Linked DNA regions of Mus musculus: region 1 is linked to region 2. The links are chromatin contacts, called in public promoter capture Hi-C maps. All regions are on one chromosome and are shown on one strand. Each heading gives the region's core, a stretch centred on a gene start, on an enhancer-like site or on the middle of the called end of the contact. The rest is flanking DNA. Distances are from core to core; before and after follow the strand shown. Region 1 overlaps Mapkap1 (mitogen-activated protein kinase associated protein 1). Region 2 holds the start of Angptl2 (angiopoietin-like 2).

Region 1 (4,923 bases), core at 314-2,813, 1.3 Mb after region 2:
AGTGAAAAGCCATCTCACAGATGAGAGCCATGAGGCAGATATCAGATACTGACCACTGGCTTCCATATCTCCCGCACATATGAAGAGAGACAGATCATCTCTAGAGCAGCTGTTACACAGCCCCACCACTCCTGAAGTATGTACCTGCTAAGTACCTGCTCCCAGGGCTTACCAACATTGTATTCTACCAGTCTTTCAGCTTTTCCAAACTGGTAGACAGACAGCTGCTAGTGTCTCATTTTACTTTCTTTATCTGAGTCTTCAGTGTAGTTAAGTATTTTCAAATGTGCTTGTTAGCCATTTGTCTTTCTAAAAGATGCTACCACTTAGGATGGACAGTAAGCTCTTTTAAGGGGAAAAGGCATTTTAAGAAGTCTGACTTGAGTAACGTGTAAAATGTATCCTATAGTGCAAAATCAGGTTTTCCCCGCCTGCCGTCTCTCTTTCTCTCTCTCTCAGCAGGCAGGTGACAAGGAGCGTGTGCACATACAGCCAAGCCGGGCAGCTTTCCTTGTTTGCCTGCTGGCCATTTGATCCACTCACAAAGCTTCAGTGCTCAGAGGATCTGTGGTGATTTACCAGAACTCAGTTCAGTTCCTTTGAGACCTTGTACTACTTCCTTCCTTCCTCATCAAAGCTATCGTAAAACAGATTTTCAATGAAATGCTTATTTAATACCTCTTTTCCGTCTGGTATATGTACTAGCACTTGGAAAGTGCATCATACACTGGAACTCAGAAATGTAGACAAAACTGTCACCCCTGAACAGGTTTCTTTTGGGAAGGCATGTCTGAGGACATGGCTGGCAGCATTACAAACAGCACTGGTACCAAGGGCAACTGTAGGGGGCTAATGGAGACCCTGCATCATTCCTTGCCATGTGCCTGGTGAGAAAACTCCTACAAGTTTCTGGGAATGGCAGCAAGTGGGGAGAGGCTGCAACCAACAATCAGTGTCACAAAGTGGGGATGACTAATTTGCCGAGGAGGCCGTTGAGACGGATGTTTAATTAGCTGAAGTCAGAGTGGATAAATTGGGAGAGGACTGCCTATGCAGAGAGGTGCCTTTTCCCACAGCTCTCATTTAACTGGGTGTTTTTTTTTTCTTTTTTACCTCATTACTGTTTTCTATTTCAAAGCAGCATCTTTAAATTAGGGGGAAAGAAGTAGAGAGGAAGTACCAACAAAATGACTTTGATGTCCATTGGAAACTTAATAGTATTCCCAGCATTTTTATGTTTAATCTCTACACAAGACCTTGTGACCTGGGCTGTATCCTGTTTTGCTTTTATGGTTGTGAATGCCATGAATGGGGAATATGTGTGCACACCTGTGTGTGTGTGTGTGTGTGTGTGTGTGTGTGTGTGTGTGTGTGTGTGTGTGTGTGTATGTATGTAAACACACCTGCACAATTCGTGAGTATTGATAACAGGTAACAGATAAAATTAGATTTTTAAGTTCTGTGTAATATTTCTCAACCACAGAATTTCCTCACTGTGAAAGGCTGTTGAAAGCTTTCTAGGCTAAGGGAAATAGATTGTGTGTTGACAGTCCACGTGAGGTCAGGAGCTGGGCTGCACAAGCACAGGTGAGCAAGCGGCACTTGTGAAGTTTATTTATCCCACTGTGTGCAGATTGTGCCTAAAAGTAAAAATAGAATTGTAAACATTGAATCCTAGTTAGCCATTTAACTACAGGGTGTTCTAAATATGCTGGTATCTGTCTCCTGGTTCAAATGCATTCGAAAAGATGGGAGTGGGGTAAATACTTGCTGGAGCAAATGGGGTCAAGTGTTAGGTATGGAATGTGGCAGTAGGTACCTGAATTTTTTGTGTACAGTTGTCAGCTTTTCAGGGCTACCAAAGTTAATAATAAAATGGAGGGTGGGGAGCTGGAGAGGTGACTCAGTGGTCAAAGCATGTAGCCCGTAAGCCCAGGGAGCGCAGCCGTGTAAAAGGCTAGATGCTCACTGCACACGCCGCTCCGCCCAGCGCCGGGAGGCAGACAGGCAGAGCTCAAGAACAGGCTGCTTAGTTGGTCTAGACAAAACAGTCAGTTTCTGGGGTAGTGGGAGACTTTCAAGCCAATAAGACAGAAAGCAGCACGGGAAGATACCCAGTAGTGTGGGATATTTTATTTTTCTATACATAATATGTTAAATAACATTTGAGGTCATGGTTTCCTTCTTTCATTTACCCGTGGCTTTAACTTTCCATGTAAAGTTACAGATTGATAATAATTATTACCACTTACATCAGCACTTTTCAAACACATATTTTAGTTGGCTGTTAGTTTCATTTTATATATGGAGTGACACTAGAGCTAAGAGAGGCTACACAGTAGTAATGAATAACCTGAGACCTAAACTCATGGGTCCCTGTATTGTCCTGTTCACGACTACAAGGTGTGTCCTCAGTACTGGGTTCATTTCAGGACACATAGCTAGCTCAGTGGAGACATGTGTACACCCCTCCCCTAGAAAGATCAATCTGCTTCCTTCTAGAATGGGAGTGTGATGCTGTAGGAAAAACCTAGACTTTGGAAATAAATCACCCTGAGTCCTCAGCAGCACCTCTGATAAGCTGTAAAATGAGACAAGTCATGAACCCCTTGCAGCCTCAGTCACAGGCTCTGAAAAGGTTGTAGGATTGCCGGGTGCTTATAAGATATTTAATCTATACAGAGAACTCAGTGGAAGTCACGTGTTGTCATCACCCTTGGGCCTAAGTTTCTCTGGAGGTGTTGCTTTACTTTGTTTCCATTCATTGACCTGGCTTTTGCCTATAACTTTATGTTTCCAGCAAGTTAAGTCTGTAGGAAACTTAATGTGATATAGAAGGAGCCTTGTATTGCACTTGAACTTGAGGCTGCTGGAAGCACCGTTTCCAAGAAACAGCTGCTTTCCTAACAAGGATGCCCATGCCATGATAGAGGAGGATTGATATCACAAGACTCCTTTGTCACACAGCTTATGTCATCAGCTTCCTGTGCCAGAGAGTCTGGAGGTAAAGCCAGCAGAAGGGTGCTGCCAAGGAACTTACTTATTTACAAGTGGCATTTGCATGTTTCTGTGGTAGAGAGAGGTTTAGCACTTTGCTGCTGCTTCTCAGGAACGGCTGCATGAAGAGGATATCATGAGAATGACTGTAGGATTACTACAAGCAAAGAGGCTCGGGGTGCTGTGTCTGTCTCTGGGAAGAGTATGAGTCTTACCCCACCCAGCACAAGCAGAAGACCCTTTCTACAGGCATGCCAGCCTTCTGTGGATCCTCTTGCCAGCTGGAAGAATTCTTCCTCTGCCAAGATTGTGTTAGCTACTTTGCATAAAACCACTCCTTTACAAGAGTTAGCCCACCCCAGCAGACTTCTCCGAGACCAGCCAAGCATCCTCCACAGTGTTCCACTGCTTGCAGAGGCCTGACACAAGAGCCATTTTCCTCCATAAGCAGCTCAGAAGGAAGTTTTCAGCAGCTGCAATATGACAGCAGAGCTCTTCCTTTTCGGTCAGTTGCAGCTGAAAGAACTTTCTACCATGTACCTGTGATTGCTGTGGAAAGGTGTGTCCTCAGTACTGGGTTCGTTTCAGGACACATAGCTAGCTCAGTGGAGACATGTGTACACCCCTCCCCTAGAAAGATCAATCTACTTCCTTCTAGAATAGGAGTGTGATGCTGTAGGGGAAAAGAAGCTGATATCCCAACACTTGAGAGAGAGGAGCAAAAGGATAAGGACTTCAGTGCCAGCCTGGGCTCTGTGAGTCTCAGAAACCCAAGCAAGAGCTAGTCAGTGAGGCTGTCTTTTTCTTATTGTGATAATGTCTAGAGACAACGATAGTTTAAATTCAGGCCAACAGCATTGGGTTTGCACCAGGAGGCAGCTATCATCCACACCTGCCTCTGTGACTCCCTAGGTCACAGGATGAAGTGTGGGGGTGCCATTTTGTCATCAAACTAGTTTTCCACAGGGAAAGCCAGTGAGATCCAAGTAAAGCTCTAGTGCTGGAGGAACTAGAGTGGCCTTGGGGCTCTTCAGTATTCCTAGAGACTGTCACTACTAAGTCAAAGGAATACCAGACCATAGCAAAATGTGAGTGTGCTGGGTTTTCCCCTGTACTACATTTAATAGTGGAACAATATGAATTAAGATGAATTACAATTTAAGTAAAACAAACAAACGCACTGAAGGGTCACACAGATTTTTCAAGCATCAGTTGTCAAAAGCATCCTTAGTGCTCAGTAAGTATTCCAGCAGCCTCTGCTGTGCTGGGCAGCATGGGAAGAAGAGAGTAAAGCAACAAGATGTAAGGACAGTGGTTCTTGCTTGTAGCTTCACGTGTCCGTCTGTGTTTCTCTAGCGTCAGTCGTGCCCTTACTTTCTCTTTGTTTCCATGAGCCCCCTGTCCTGTCCACCAGCACTGGACCAGGCAGTAGGAGCTGGGCAGACTCCCAAAGAGTGAGTGACTCTGCCTGGCTCAGTGGCTGGGAAGGTTGGCAGGTCTCAGAGCCTCAGCCTTGTAGCATCTTGGCTTTGCAGCAGCAGATCTGGAACTGACACTGGCAACCTGATAATCTTGCCAGATGTTGATGACTACCTTTCTAAAGACAAGTATGATCAGATCCTTTTCCTTTGTCAGAGGGATGTTGAACTTAAGTAAATTAATTGTGAACAATAATGATTTCCTTTTGGTTTGCCAGAACTTTGGTTGGCCCAGAGGTGGTGACTGATGCATTTTGTAAAATCAACTAAAACGCTGTCTCATGACCTGCAGCCTTTTCACTGGCTGCTGGCCCAGGCCACCCTTTGTTTGTTTGTTTGTTTGTTTTTTAAGATTTTTATTTATCTTATTATGTATGTGAGTACACTGTAGCTGTCTTCAGACACACCAGAAGAGGGCATCAGATCTCATTACAAATGGTTGTGAGCC
Region 2 (5,028 bases), core at 832-3,331:
GGTCTAACAAATGACATCAAAACTCAAATAGTCTATAACTATTCCATTAAGCTGTGAGCCAGGAATTCAGATGTGCCACAGTGGGATGGTTTCTCTCTCTCCTTCAGAGCCAGGACCCTGACAGGGAGACTGTATGCTTGAGAGTAAAGTATAGGTGAGGTAATTCAGTAGCTAGAGGCTGGAACCATCTGGAGGCGACGTTGCATACATGCCAGTGGAGGCAGTACTATCTACCATGTGCTACGAACCCTCAATTTCTCAGGCTCTGGCTTGCTCAAGGCTCTATGAGGCGGTGTCCCAGTGGACAGAGCAGATGTCACCTGGCCTTTAAGTAACCACCTGTTCTCTGGCCTTGGACATCAGGTTCCTTCATTTCATGGTACTGGAGTTACCAGTACAAATTGGTACCACACACAGACTTGTAAGGATGGAGAATGGATACTACCTCTCAATGGGAGGAGTGTCAGAATCTCCTGGTAATCTGGGGCATGTTGGGACTATCTTTGAAGAAGCAACTATAGCACTTTCACCTATTCCACCTAGCCCTGACTATCCCCCACCCCCCACTTGATTGCCTAGTGGGTCTGAGCCATCCTATGGAATTGGGCTTAGAGATTTCATCCGGCAGCTGGCCCTGGCTGCTGCATCTCCCTGTAAGATTCACCCTCAGCACGCAGCAGTTTTCTCCCAGCCCAACTGTTTGCTGTCAGAGGACGGGGGCTTTGGCTAATAGTAGCATCTTCATAAACACATCCTAGAAATGCGAGGAAGATAAGTGAAAGGGGACAGCCTCTCAATGTGCTGTATGACCACGCTGCGGAATATGGTGACTCACTTCCAAATAAGTGGTGTTCAGCCACAGGACCCGGACCAGGTCCTAGGCAGAAAGCAGAGCGGTGCTCATCACTCCCTGGTAGAAAAAGACTTCCTGCCCAGCCCAGATCAGCTCTCTGGCTAATGGTGTCCCTTAAGGTCTGTAGTTTCTTCTAGGAACAGAAGAAATTGACAGAAGAGGGAAGGGGCTAAGTAGGCTGAGGAGAAGCAGAAAAAATAATTTGTTTCCTGAATAAAAGGTGGCAGTCTCAGGAGAGGGAGCCACAGTGGGTCTGTCTCCTTAGAGATCAGGAAAATATCCCATGTTGACTTGCTGTAAGAGAGGGCCACTAAAGTTTCCTCTTAGTTCGTACCTAAATGTTACCACCACCACTAACACTTTTCAAAGAAGAGACATCACTAATATCAAGCAGTGGGTGAGCCTGTGCATGGGACTTGGGGTCTCCCCCTCTCTACACCCCTGCAGGATGCCAGTGGCCTTCTACTGCCAGCTCAACAGACCTGATGCATCTGAAGGATGTGGCCTAGGCACCAAGGCCCTGTCCTTCTCTACTCGGAGCCACCAGTCTTAGCGCTCACTCCACTCTCTTGACCATTCACAACTGACAGCTCCCAGGGACTCTACCACGTGTTCACCCAAGTCACAGCTGAGAACTAAGGCTGGCAGGGTCACATAGCAGGGGCTTTGGATTTAAGTCCAGCCCACCTGCCCACCTGGCACACCGTCCTTGATCCTGTAACCGGACCTTCCCAGGTGACCTTGGTGAACCTGGCAGTGTTGCTGGAATGTGGCTCACTTATGCTGTAGAGAAGGAAGCTCAGGGAGTGGCAAACAGTCTTCCTCTAGTTTCCCAACCCAGTCATGGTACTTTCACTGTCCTACCCCACTGCCACATTAGCAGTGCCTTCTGCAGGGATGAAGTGGTTTGGAAAGAAGATGCTGAACACTTAGTAAGGCAATCCACAGAAAGAGTGAGCAGGGCTCCCTGGCCTCCCAAGCAGCTGCTTGCACAGCCGCAGCTGCTCAAGTCCGTTACCCGAGTCCAGTGGAAGCGCTTTGCCTACACAGGGCACCCCAGCAACGTCAGCCTTCAGGGAGTGGAGCAGGCTGGTGAGCCAGGAGCAGAGCTGGCCAGCCTTCCTGTGCCAAAGAAGGAGGGGGCCCCGCCCAGGCCGCCAAAGCAGGCAGGAGGGGCTGGGCCAGCTGGGGCTGGAGCTAGTGTGACATCACCAGGCGGCCCGCCCCTGTCTGGAGCTGAGGGGAGGCCCAGAGCTTTTCTGGGGCCTGGGGGATCCTCTTGCACTGGTGGGCGGAGAGAAGTGCCTGCAGCCAACCAGGGTCAGGCTGTGCTCACAGTTTCCTCTGGCGGCACGTAAAGGCTCCACAAAGGACCTGGGAGTTCAACTGAGGCTGCTGCTGTCGGCCTGGGGATGGACCCCAAGCCCTGAGTGGTGTTGTTGGACCCAGGACCTGCAAGAAGCATGCACTAAGGCAGCTGCGGACCACACTGTGAGGGAGAGCAGGTTGGGAGCAGCCCCGGTGACACCAGAGCCAGCCTCATCCCTAGGAGCTTCAGAGAGCATAGACTGCTGCCAGCTGAGGCCAGTGAGGCAGGGCTGCTCGGCGGCCAGTCCAGCCTGAGACTCGGGACCTCTCCTGGAGGCCACGGCCAGGCTGTGCTGCTGATGGCACCGTGAGGCATGTGAAGCGCTGCTCCAGGGCCAAGCAGGAGAGAAGAGGTAAGGGGTCAGCTCTCAACTGCAGCAGCCAGGGGAAGAGGGGCTTGAGACGGGCAACCCTGACTCCTCCAGCTTCCGTGTGCAGCTGGACCCCACAGGGGTCAAACCTTGCTTTTGCTCAGAGCTGAATCAAGCATCTGACCAGGCAGAGGACTGTGAATACTTGGGCAGGGTGGTGTAGAGGCACAAGCACACTGGGCTGGGATGTTGAGGACTTCATCGGTGAGCTCCACTCACCTCTTTCAGACAAAGAGCCTCTGGGGTGAGCCGGTTTGGCTGTCGGACACAGGCTGGTAGCCGGGTATGTGCATGTGTGTAGGTGCGGATTTGAAAGGGCAGCAGGCTGAGAGTCGCAGGGCAGTGTAGGACTGGGCAAGTTGTGTTCAAGCTCCGGACTCCTGCACACCCAGCCAGCTAGAGTTATGCTACAGCAGAAGCAGATGTAATGCGGACCTGAGGCAGTGGGGGCCTCAGTTCAGAAAGTGCCCTGGGCCAGGCAGCACGAGCTGCCAGCGTGCCAGGAGCAGAGGCGTCCTGTGCGGGACAGAACATGTCACCCACAAGTTTCTGTCGGTAGGACTGGGGCAAAGTGCTGCCCTGACTTTCCCTCTGCGCCCAAGGATACAGTAGATGGATCCCAGGTCTCCAGCCAGCAGGATGTGGCTGAGAGACTGTGGAGGACCTGCTTTCTGAACAGCCTAGTGAGGGGACACAGCAGGCGCCACATACAGAGTCAGTCCCTTGAAAGCAAGCGCTTCAGCATGAGATAACATTTCCAAACAGAAATTCTCTGCTGATCCCTCCCCTCTCCCTGTGACATCCGTGTCACGGGTCAGCTATTGCCTCTGCTGTGGGATTAGGAGAGTTCCCAGAGGCCAGTGTTGTTACTCAGAAAAAGATCCCTTTGAGGAAGACTGAGAACACAAGTTCCAAAGCTAGCTCAGTGCTCTCCACATGGGTTCTTCCAAGTACAGGCCTAGTATGGCAGCGATTATGAGCTGGCTCCTGTCTGAACTCTGTTAAGTGGCAGATCACAGCTTTTCTAAACCTCAGTTTCCTGATCTGTGAAAAAGAGGGCTGAGAGCCCAGCTCAGCAACAGCCCAGCAGACACCTGCAGCAACCCCACAACACACATCTAACTACCTCCATCTCCCAGATGAGGAAGCCTGGCATGTGACTTCAGGGTTTCTTCAAGTCACACATCACTCACTGCTCTCCAGGGGTGGCGCACGAGATGTGTTCAGAGTCTCTAAAGCCCTGGTTACCAGTTATTAGAGCCCAACCATCAGCATGCCCAGAGGGAAGAACCAGTACCCCAACTCTTGCCCTGACCTGGATACATTCTCTAAAGCAGCGGTTCTTAAGCTGTGGGTTGCAACCACATCAGATATCCTACATATCAGATATTTGCATTACAATTCATAACAGTAGCAAAATTACAGTTAAGAAGTAGCAATGAAATAGCTTTATGGTTGGGGGGGCAGTCACCACAACATGAGGATTAAAGGGTATTAAAATAACTTTATTTTATATTTTATTTATCACATATATTATTCATATATTTATATTTAAATATAAAATAATAAAAGAGTATTAAAATGTATTAAAGATACTTTGCATCTTGGACTGGGCTTGAGCCACCTGTAGCATTTCTACATCCTAGAAGTATATTGTAAGAAAACATACAACTAGACCAAAACTTCTAACACCACTCTCCCAGGCAGGATGCTATCCTGCATCACCCTTGGGATCTGCCTACTGGCATCCCTGTCAGAGCCACAGGGATAGGAAAATGGAGCTTCCTTGGTCCCGCAAGAGGGCCACCGGCTGCACCTGTTGCAGAGGGACAAGCAGAGAACAGACTCCAGCAAGCCTGGCCGTGGTAACTACTGCCACACAACACCAGCGTATCTGAGCCCAGGGACAGAGGTTTCCTGAGTTCCTGGTGGCATTTGGAAAGTGGCTGTGAAGTACATGCTTCCAACTCAGGCTTCTGGGGTGGGTGACACTGAAGGTTTCCTACTGCAGTGTGAACCTGGTGGCTTTCTGGCCTCTGCAAAGGTTCTGCCTAACTCTGTGAATCTGGCTAAGACATACAGATTACCACTGGGCAAGGGGAACACAGCGGAAAGAGATAGGTGGACGGCATGTAGGAGTCTAGCGACTCATGCCCAGCATGGCTGTGGGCTCACAGGCAAGAACCCCACAACAGTTGCCCACTGGGCTTGGTGAGCAGGCACTCCATCTTACTCCATCCTTACTCCTACCCTAGAAAATGGGTTCCTGTTTCAGATGAAGGAATAAAGAAAGCTAACTTGCCCAAGCTAACAGCTATGTGATCCATAGGCTTTGAACCTAGTACTGTGTTTCCAAAGCCCACTCCCCCTTCCATTGTACTCCACTACTCCACACGGCATCCTGACCTCTCTGTCCTGATGCCGCCCTATGGCCCT

What was found. Promoter capture Hi-C pulls out the DNA fragments that hold promoters and counts their contacts.
Region 1: a promoter capture Hi-C map of liver shows a contact between it and region 2, with 2.6 times the contacts expected there. The contact joins the enhancer-like site here to the promoter of Angptl2 in region 2. A contact is called at or near these places in 3 of 39 promoter capture datasets (liver and pre-B cells), 1 of 115 datasets of contacts at active chromatin or transcription factors (pancreatic cancer cells) and 1 of 9 other capture datasets (embryonic stem cells).

The regions. Positions count from the first base shown.
Region 1 is chr2:34,543,263-34,548,185 of GRCm38.p6, forward strand. All of the region lies in intron 7 of Mapkap1 (mitogen-activated protein kinase associated protein 1), which reads left to right. Among named protein-coding and RNA genes, the nearest start is that of Gm34178, 30 kb to the right of the region's middle. Within about 2 kb of position 1,564, at least 19 of the 459 cell types and tissues checked have an H3K27ac peak or open chromatin away from gene starts, as enhancers often do. A contact at or near this core is called in liver and pancreatic cancer cells, where this site is marked.
Region 2 is chr2:33,213,880-33,218,907 of GRCm38.p6, forward strand. Angptl2 (angiopoietin-like 2) reads left to right here and starts at 2,082. Exons shown (of 5, transcript NM_011923.4): 1 at 2,082-2,574. All of the region lies in intron 8 of Ralgps1 (Ral GEF with PH domain and SH3 binding motif 1), which reads right to left.